Linked DNA regions of Bos taurus: region 2 is linked to region 1. Evidence: chromatin contacts called from public Hi-C data. All regions are on one chromosome and are shown on one strand. Each heading gives the region's core, a stretch centred on a gene start, on an enhancer-like site or on the middle of the called end of the contact. The rest is flanking DNA. Distances are from core to core; before and after follow the strand shown. Region 1 overlaps PDE3B (phosphodiesterase 3B). Region 2 holds the start of PSMA1 (proteasome 20S subunit alpha 1).

Region 1 (3,802 bases), core at 636-3,135:
AACTATAAATAGCAGATAGAAGTATTTTTTGCAATAAAATGCAAAGAGCTTCTATTTCTCAAGTTTTTAACCATGACAATGCCCATTAACTTAGCAACAGACACAGCCTCAAAAGTAATCTTCAGTGAGAAATCTCTTTATGATTACAGGGTCCATGTTGGATTTCAGTATTCAGAATCAACGTCAGAAAAACTACTTGCTGCATCCCACTGTAAATTACAATTTTGCTTTAATTTTTTCAATTTAAGAAAATAGAGAAAAGAATCTGGTTGGATATACAGATTGTGTTATATAGGTTGTGAATCTACAACACACAACCGATTTACTCATCAGTGAGCTAAAACAAATATCTTTAATATTGCAAACAATGTTCACTAATTTCATTTTTAAAAACTGAGTCATTTTAATGCATTTATTTAATACTCGTAGGTAACCGCCACACATACTGAATACACAGTGGATGGTGCATGAATATTAAAAGTTTAAGAAACATTGGTAGAAGCATTCATTCCTCCAAAATAACACATAGCTCTTTTACAATTTTACTTCCAAGTAGCCAATATATGTTCTATATCAATTGTTCCAAAGTCAGCAAAACCTAAACTTCACTCTCAATACCAAAGGAAATCCTATAAATAAATATAAGGATAAATAATTCAAATATTATTAAATTTTGAATCAAGTGAAAAAAGAGTTTTAGTGACTATGGTATGTTCTCAAAACATGGTTCTATTATATGATAAGACGTCATTTCATGAAAGTGAAGTGAAAGTGAAGTCGCTCAGTCATGTCCGACCCTCAGCGACCCCACGGACTGCAGCCTTCCAGGCTCCTCCGTCCATGGGATTTTCCAGGCAAGAGTACTGGAGTGGGGTGCCATTGCCTTCTCCACATTTCATGAAAGGATTAATTTTAATTGCTGTTTTTAGGAGCTTCCAGTACTCCATTTGTCTCTTTCCATCTAAATTCAAATTTACACAGTATCAGAAATTAGTATTTTCACACACTGTAGACATCTGTTCAAAAATACTTTTAAAAACAGTATTTTCAATTTAAGTAACATATGAGATGCCTATTATTAAAAAAAATTCTTTTAGTTGATTTGATAAAGTAAATCCAAAACTGTGCTTTTATAAACTCAGCTTTTCTTTGTGGTTAAAAAGTTGAATCCTGATTAAAGTTTCTGTTTGAATATGTTTGTAAGTCCAACATGCTTTACAGAGCTCTATGAAACCACCACCACCACAGTGAAACATCAGCAGCACAACCAGGAGATGTTATCAGGTTCAATTACGTCAATGAGGTTTTACTTCATTGTTCCCTAATGTAGCCAAGAAGAAAAACATATATGTGTCCTCAAGTTAAGCTTACAGAACTGTGACATTTATGTGAAATTTGAAAGATTAGCTATTATGTAACAGCTGTGAATTAACTGTTAAAACATACTTTATTTTCAGCATTTTTCACTTGAGCTTCGTGTATAAATCTAGGTTAATTTCTCAAATTTCAGTACTTTCAACTTTTTCTGTGCCTTTCAACTTTAGGCCCATTTAACTATGTTTATTGACCATAAACCAAAAACATAAAATAAATGGACACCCTAAAAAGCTAAACTAAAACTGTACAACTGTACTTTCTAATAGTCTAAAGTGCAACGACAGTCATCTTGACCCCTGCATGACAAATAAAGGCCCCAGTCAGAAAACCTGAGAATAAGGGCAAGAAAAAAAGGGTGTGTGTGTCTCTCCTGTGTGGTGGGGTGGAAACCTGAGAATAAGGGCCAAAAAAAGGGGGGGCGGGGTGTGTGGTGGGGGTGGAGACTAGTATTACTTGGAAACTAGCCTCATTTGCTATCCTTACCAATCAATCAAAACATACGACTACAGCTGTGGTGATTGAGCCTGCACGCTGTGCACCAGCACCGTCGGCCGCCTAATATACCATGGCTTCTTTAATCTTCACTAGAATTCTTTGTGGTAAGCCTATTTCCCCATTTTACAAATGACACAACAGAGACTAAAAAGGTGAAGTACCCTGCCCAGAGTCACATGACTAGTAAGTGGCAGAGACAGAAATTAAATTCAGATCTGTCTCATTGCAAAGCTTTTTAAGGATTCTTAAACTTTATGCTAAACGATCTTTTTTTTTTCCCACTTTGTATCGGGGTATAGCTGATTAACAATATTGTGACAGTCTCAGGTGAACAACGAAGGAAGTCAGCCATACATATGCATGTATTATGCTACACCATCCTATATTATCAGCACTACTATGTGCTAGTAATATGGCAGGTGCTTGGCAGCCATGTGGAATCACAACAATTGTGCAAGTAACCCCATTTATATATGGAGAAGTTAAGGCTTAGTGATTATACTAATTATTCTCCATTTGCCTCTCAGATCCCTTCTTTGTCCTCCTCTCCATGATGGGAAGGCTGACCCCGACACTCTGCATCTCCCAAGCTGCCATGCAGTTGACTTCTACTTAGGTTGGAAGATGATGGCAGGAAACTGGAGTGTGGGAGGAGAGGAAAATGGTTGTGCCCTTTCTGCTGCCTCCATGACTACAGCTCTTAATCAGTTGGTCTTCCCTTCCCAACTTCAGCTGTGACTCTGGAAACACTATTTCCATCCTTGCTCTATCAGCCTCAGGTGAGGTAACAGCTTTCTAGTGTTACTAGCTCTCGAGCTGCCTAACCATCCCTTGATCACCCTCTTAGGCTTGTTCCTTCTCTTAAGGTTTATTTGAACCACCTTGGAGTGAATTCCATTAATATTTCTTGCAATCCTAAATACAGGGACATTGTGAACCAAGTTCTATCAGGTGTCAGCTAGTAAACTGCAGTGGAGAAGGCGATGGCACCCCACTCCAGTATCTTGCCTGGAGAATCCCAGGGACGGGGGAGCCTGGTGGGCTGCCGTCTATGGGGTCGCACAGAGTCGGACACGACTGAAGCGACTTAGCAGCAGTAGCAGCAGTAAATTGCAGAGCGAGTATCTGAACTCAGATTTATCGCCCTTCAAATTTTATTCTCTTTCTACTACTATGCTGAAAGGATAATTATTTAAGCTTTTAATGAGATTTCTTTCCAAAAATAATAAAAATAGATCATCAAATCATAGATTACCCTCCAATACTTGATCCCGTATTTCCTGCATTTCATTCTGTTAGTACAGTTGAACTTGCTGAGCTCTAGTCAATGACTCACTTTTCCATAAATGGTCTAGATCCAATCTGCTGGTACCTGCATCTTGCTTCAGAAGTGTCCGACTCTTTGCAACTCCATGGACTGTAGCTCATCAGGCTTCCTCTGTCCGTAGGATTCTCCAGGCAAGAATACTGGAGTAGGCTGCCATGCCCTCCTCCATGGGTTTGATCCCAAGATCCAATCCAGGTGTCTACCTGAGAATGCTTCACAAGCAGCTCTCTCCCTCGCTCTTCCATCATTTTTTCTCTCTACTAAATCATTGCCATTATTCCCGTTAGACTATAAACATGCCGCAATTTCTCACCTCTCACACACACACAAACTTTTTCATGATCTTACACTCAGCCTGTATCCCATTTCTTTGCTCCCATTTATAGCAGAGTTCCTCAAGGGTAATGTTTACTTTTTGTTTCCAATTATTCTCCTATAATTCTCTCTGAGCTATACTAGGTGGTCCTTGAACATGCCAGGCCACTCCAATGAAGATTTTTTCCTAAAGCTGTACTGATAATTCAGAATTTATAACATAGCACTTAAAGTGTACATGTAAGTTTGGGCTTTTTTCTCAAAAGTTCCAAACTAGAAACAACAATA
Region 2 (3,802 bases), core at 702-3,201, 210 kb after region 1:
TCCCCAAGCAGCTACTGAACTGGGTCTCCTGCATTGCAGCAGATTCTTTACCAGTAACTGAGCCACCAGGGAAGCCCAGAGTTATGTAAATTATTGTATTTCCACACAACCAAATACTACACAATTATTTTAAATTATGAATATGAAAGATGACCATACTTTTTTATATCTAGTATAGAAGTTTATCATTATTTTGCTTGTTAAAAAGTTATATAATACATACATGTGAGGCATGTCAATACACAGAGATATGTAGAAAAGAATTGTCAAAATTTTTATGTGCTAAATAATTTTAAGCACCCATTCAACATTCATTATTCACCCATTTAACATTATTTATTAAGCTCTTATGTGGTAGGCTTTATGCTAGGTACTGGGAAAACAAAAGAAAGCAATCTTTCAATTTAATCTACTAAATTTACAGTGACTTTGAAAAATGACAACAAGCAATATTGGTGAATTTAAGAAAGGGATCACTCATATACAGTGGTTGAGAATACATTTTGGTAAAACATTTCTCCAGAGCAATTTAGTACTTTTCATAAAAGCTTTAGAAATATCCATTTCATTTGACCCTACAATTCCATTTTCAGGAATTTATTCTATAAAAAGGAGTACAGATGTGTATACAAAAGATATGTCATAAATAAGCTGCTTGGGAGAGGGGTAACCTAAATATTAAACACTAGGAATTTGGGTAAATAAAATATCCAGAGCATAATACTAGGGAGTCATGTTTAACCTAGAAAATGTTTAACATGAAAAAATGTCCAAAATATATAAGTGGCAAGGTTTAAAAAAAGAGTCTGATACTAAATTGCTGGGAACTTGAGCAAATCACTTAAGTAAGCTGAGTCTCTTCTTCATCTGCAAAGCTTAGATACTTAAGGACCCTCTCAACTCTTCCCTTATATGACTCTAGGTATCCATCCTTTCTTTTTTATAAAGAAAGTGTCATCATTTGTGGTTCACTTGGTAAAGAATCCGCCTGCAATGCAGGAGACCTGGTTTCGATCCCTGGGTTGGAACGATCCCCTGGAGAAGGGAAAGGCTATCCACTCCAGTATTTCGGCCTAGAGAATCCCATGGTCTGTATAGTCCATGGGGTCGCAAAGAGTCGAACACGACTGAGCGACTTCACTTCACTTCAAGTCATCATTGGCAGTCAGTAAATGTTAGGTTGGCAGCTGATTGCACAACTGTCCTAAACTATTTCAGGATTTACTAAAAGATGCTCACAAAAGAGAAAATACGTGTTTTGGAAGAAAATGTCCACCTTTTCCCTTAGTTGCCTAATCTTTCAGCATCGTGCTTGGTTTTGAAGGTACAGAAAGACACTGGCGCCCTCAAAGAGTGTAAAGTCTCTTGGGGTGAAGCCAATAATAATGTTAAAAAGACTGATGATAACAAATCCTTGAAATATGAGTTCTCCAAAGAGTAGGAGAAAGGATTCCAAAGTAGAAAGAAAAGCACGTTCACAAACAAGATAGAGGGAGAGGATGGTTGGCACAAAAACGGACCATTATTTGTGGCCTTTCTTTCAGTATCGTTCTTCTCACGTTACACAACACCTCATATATCGCTTAAGGGGAGACTGAGCCACACACTCGATCACCTGTAGTCTCTGGTGCATCTGGTCAGGCCGGTGAGAAACTGACAGGAGTCAGCAACACGCAGGCAACTTCCCCAAGAACCCAAGAAGGGGTACTTGGTAGCTGCGGCCCAGCAGCTCCTAGCTCCCGCGGGCACTCCTGGCCCAAGGTTTCCAGCCAATCTCAGTTCCTCTAGCTTCCCAGGCCCCTCCCACTTCTGAGCCACCCGAGAGCTCTGAGGGCGGGGGAGCAAGGGAAGCCTATCGATATCTCTGGAATAAACTATTCTACCCTGCGCCGCCGCCGTCAAAATCCGCAGTCTTCTCTGTAGATCGCCGAGCGGAAGCTTCGGCAGTGCTGTTCCATCCGCAGGTTTGCAGGAGGCCGAAGCCGGGCTCGCGCCGGAACCATGGTGCGTTGGATTCCGAGCTTAGGCAGGGTTGGAGAAGAGGTCCGCGGCTGGGGGGTTAGGGGGAGCTTCTTCTCATGCCTTCCTTAGAGCGGTCCGGGGCCATGGGACTTGGGAACTGTAGCCGACGGGATGGTTCAGGCGGTGATTCAGCATCTCCGGCCTGGCCGGGAGAGTGGAGGTCGGTAGTCTGCTGCCGGTGCGACCTTTCCCTGGGGTTTGTTTCGCTTTCCACCGGGCCTTGAACAATATCTTCTCGGTCTACCAGCCAATTTCGCTCCTCAGGTTCCTTCAGTCGAGTAGATTCCGAGCAGTCCAGAGAGGGCCCTAGTGGTCTGTGTGGGAGAAAGGAAAAATAGGGACTTAACTTCAGACTTCCTTGTACTGCCAAGTGCGGACTTGATTCCAGGGTTTGGGTTGCTGCCGGGACCGCGTTCATTTTCTTGGCGGGTCCCTGTGCAGTCTTTTTCTTAGAGCTGTGTCAGAAAAAGCCCTTTTCAATCACTTTGTCTAGTCACCTGATATTACAAATGAGTGAACCGAAGCTGATATTAGTGATGAAATCAGGGTTATAGTATAGAGCTCAGGGATTCCAGGCCTGTGCCTGCCTTCCAGCGCTCAGCCTTCTCACCCCCATGATTAGTCTCCCAAGTACTGTGCTGGACTTGTTTTAATATCGTCTTTAAAGCAGTAATGGGTCTGTTTTTATGGCAATGTGTGTCCACTTCTGACTTCCTGGGGACATTCTTGTGTTCTCATTCAGTATGAATGAATGAAAGGCACGTTCAGTATGTGCCTTTACATATTCAGTATGAATGTTTTAAGTGCAGTGAAGGTTCAAAGATAAATCAGACATATCCCAAATCGTAGTATGAGGCAGAAAAGGAAGTGAAGATAAAGAACTGGTGGGAGTGTGTTTTGAGATTTGGGGAGAAAAGATGGAGAAGATTTCAAGAGATAGACATTTGAGCTGACTTAAGAAAAGGTAAAGTAGGGTCTGATATAAGGGAAGAATATTAGCAAAGATAGAAAGGAAAGTGGACACATAGGAACTTTAGTAATTGACTGAACCCAAAGCAAGTACTATGAACAGTGTTAGATCTGCAAGACTGGTTGGGAAGCTAGGTACCATCTAGATCCACCCAGCCCCCCCCCCGACCCCCCCCCCCCCATCTCCTTATAAATGTAAAATTGGCTTGCAGCTGATTACAGTAGTAATCTTCCAATGAGACTGCAACAACAGCTTTTCCTTAATGCTGGATGGAGGGAGATGAGAGAACATTTTTTAATGATAGAGCTTGTTAAGATTTTGAATTTGTAATATTCTTGTGTTAATAGGTCTTTTTTCATTTACTTTCAGTTTCGCAACCAGTATGACAATGATGTCACTGTTTGGAGCCCTCAGGTAAAATGTTTTATATTACTCCTGTGAAGTGACTTTTGGTGACTGCAGTGTGTTCAGAAGCTTATGGGATTATAGGAAGCGAGAAAATGGAATATAATCATTTTATACGTTCCTGAAACCTAAGTTTATTATTAAAGTCAGTCTTCTAGTTTTAAGAAACAGCATTTGAGGTGTAACTATGCCTACTTGAGATTTGGGATTGCTAAATTATTTTAAATACGTAAAAGGGTCTTATAATGACTAAGGTTTTTTGTTTTTGTTTTTTTTTCATTTTAGGGCAGAATTCATCAAATTGAATATGCAATGGAAGCTGTCAAACAAGGTTCAGCCACAGTTGGTCTGAAATCAAAAACTCATGCAGTGTTGGTTGCATTGAAGGTAAGTAAAGCAATAAAT

Evidence for each region. A called contact is a pair of places that touch in the nucleus more often than the background predicts.
Region 2: a contact with region 1 is called in a Hi-C map of liver, with 2.3 times the contacts expected there. The contact joins the promoter of PSMA1 here to the enhancer-like site in region 1. A contact is called at or near these places in 4 of 11 Hi-C or Micro-C datasets (liver, skeletal muscle, skin fibroblasts and 1 more).

The regions. Positions count from the first base shown.
Region 1 is chr15:38,001,591-38,005,392 of ARS-UCD2.0, forward strand. The region is part of intron 1 of PDE3B (phosphodiesterase 3B); the gene reads right to left. Among named protein-coding and RNA genes, the nearest start is that of PDE3B, 92 kb to the right of the region's middle. Within about 2 kb of position 1,886, at least 21 of the 102 cell types and tissues checked have an H3K27ac peak or open chromatin away from gene starts, as enhancers often do. A contact at or near this core is called in liver, where this site is marked.
Region 2 is chr15:38,211,917-38,215,718 of ARS-UCD2.0, forward strand. It overlaps PSMA1 (proteasome 20S subunit alpha 1), which reads left to right and starts at 1,952. Exons shown (of 10, transcript NM_001035310.2): 1 at 1,952-2,004; 2 at 3,362-3,406; 3 at 3,683-3,784. The coding sequence starts at 2,002.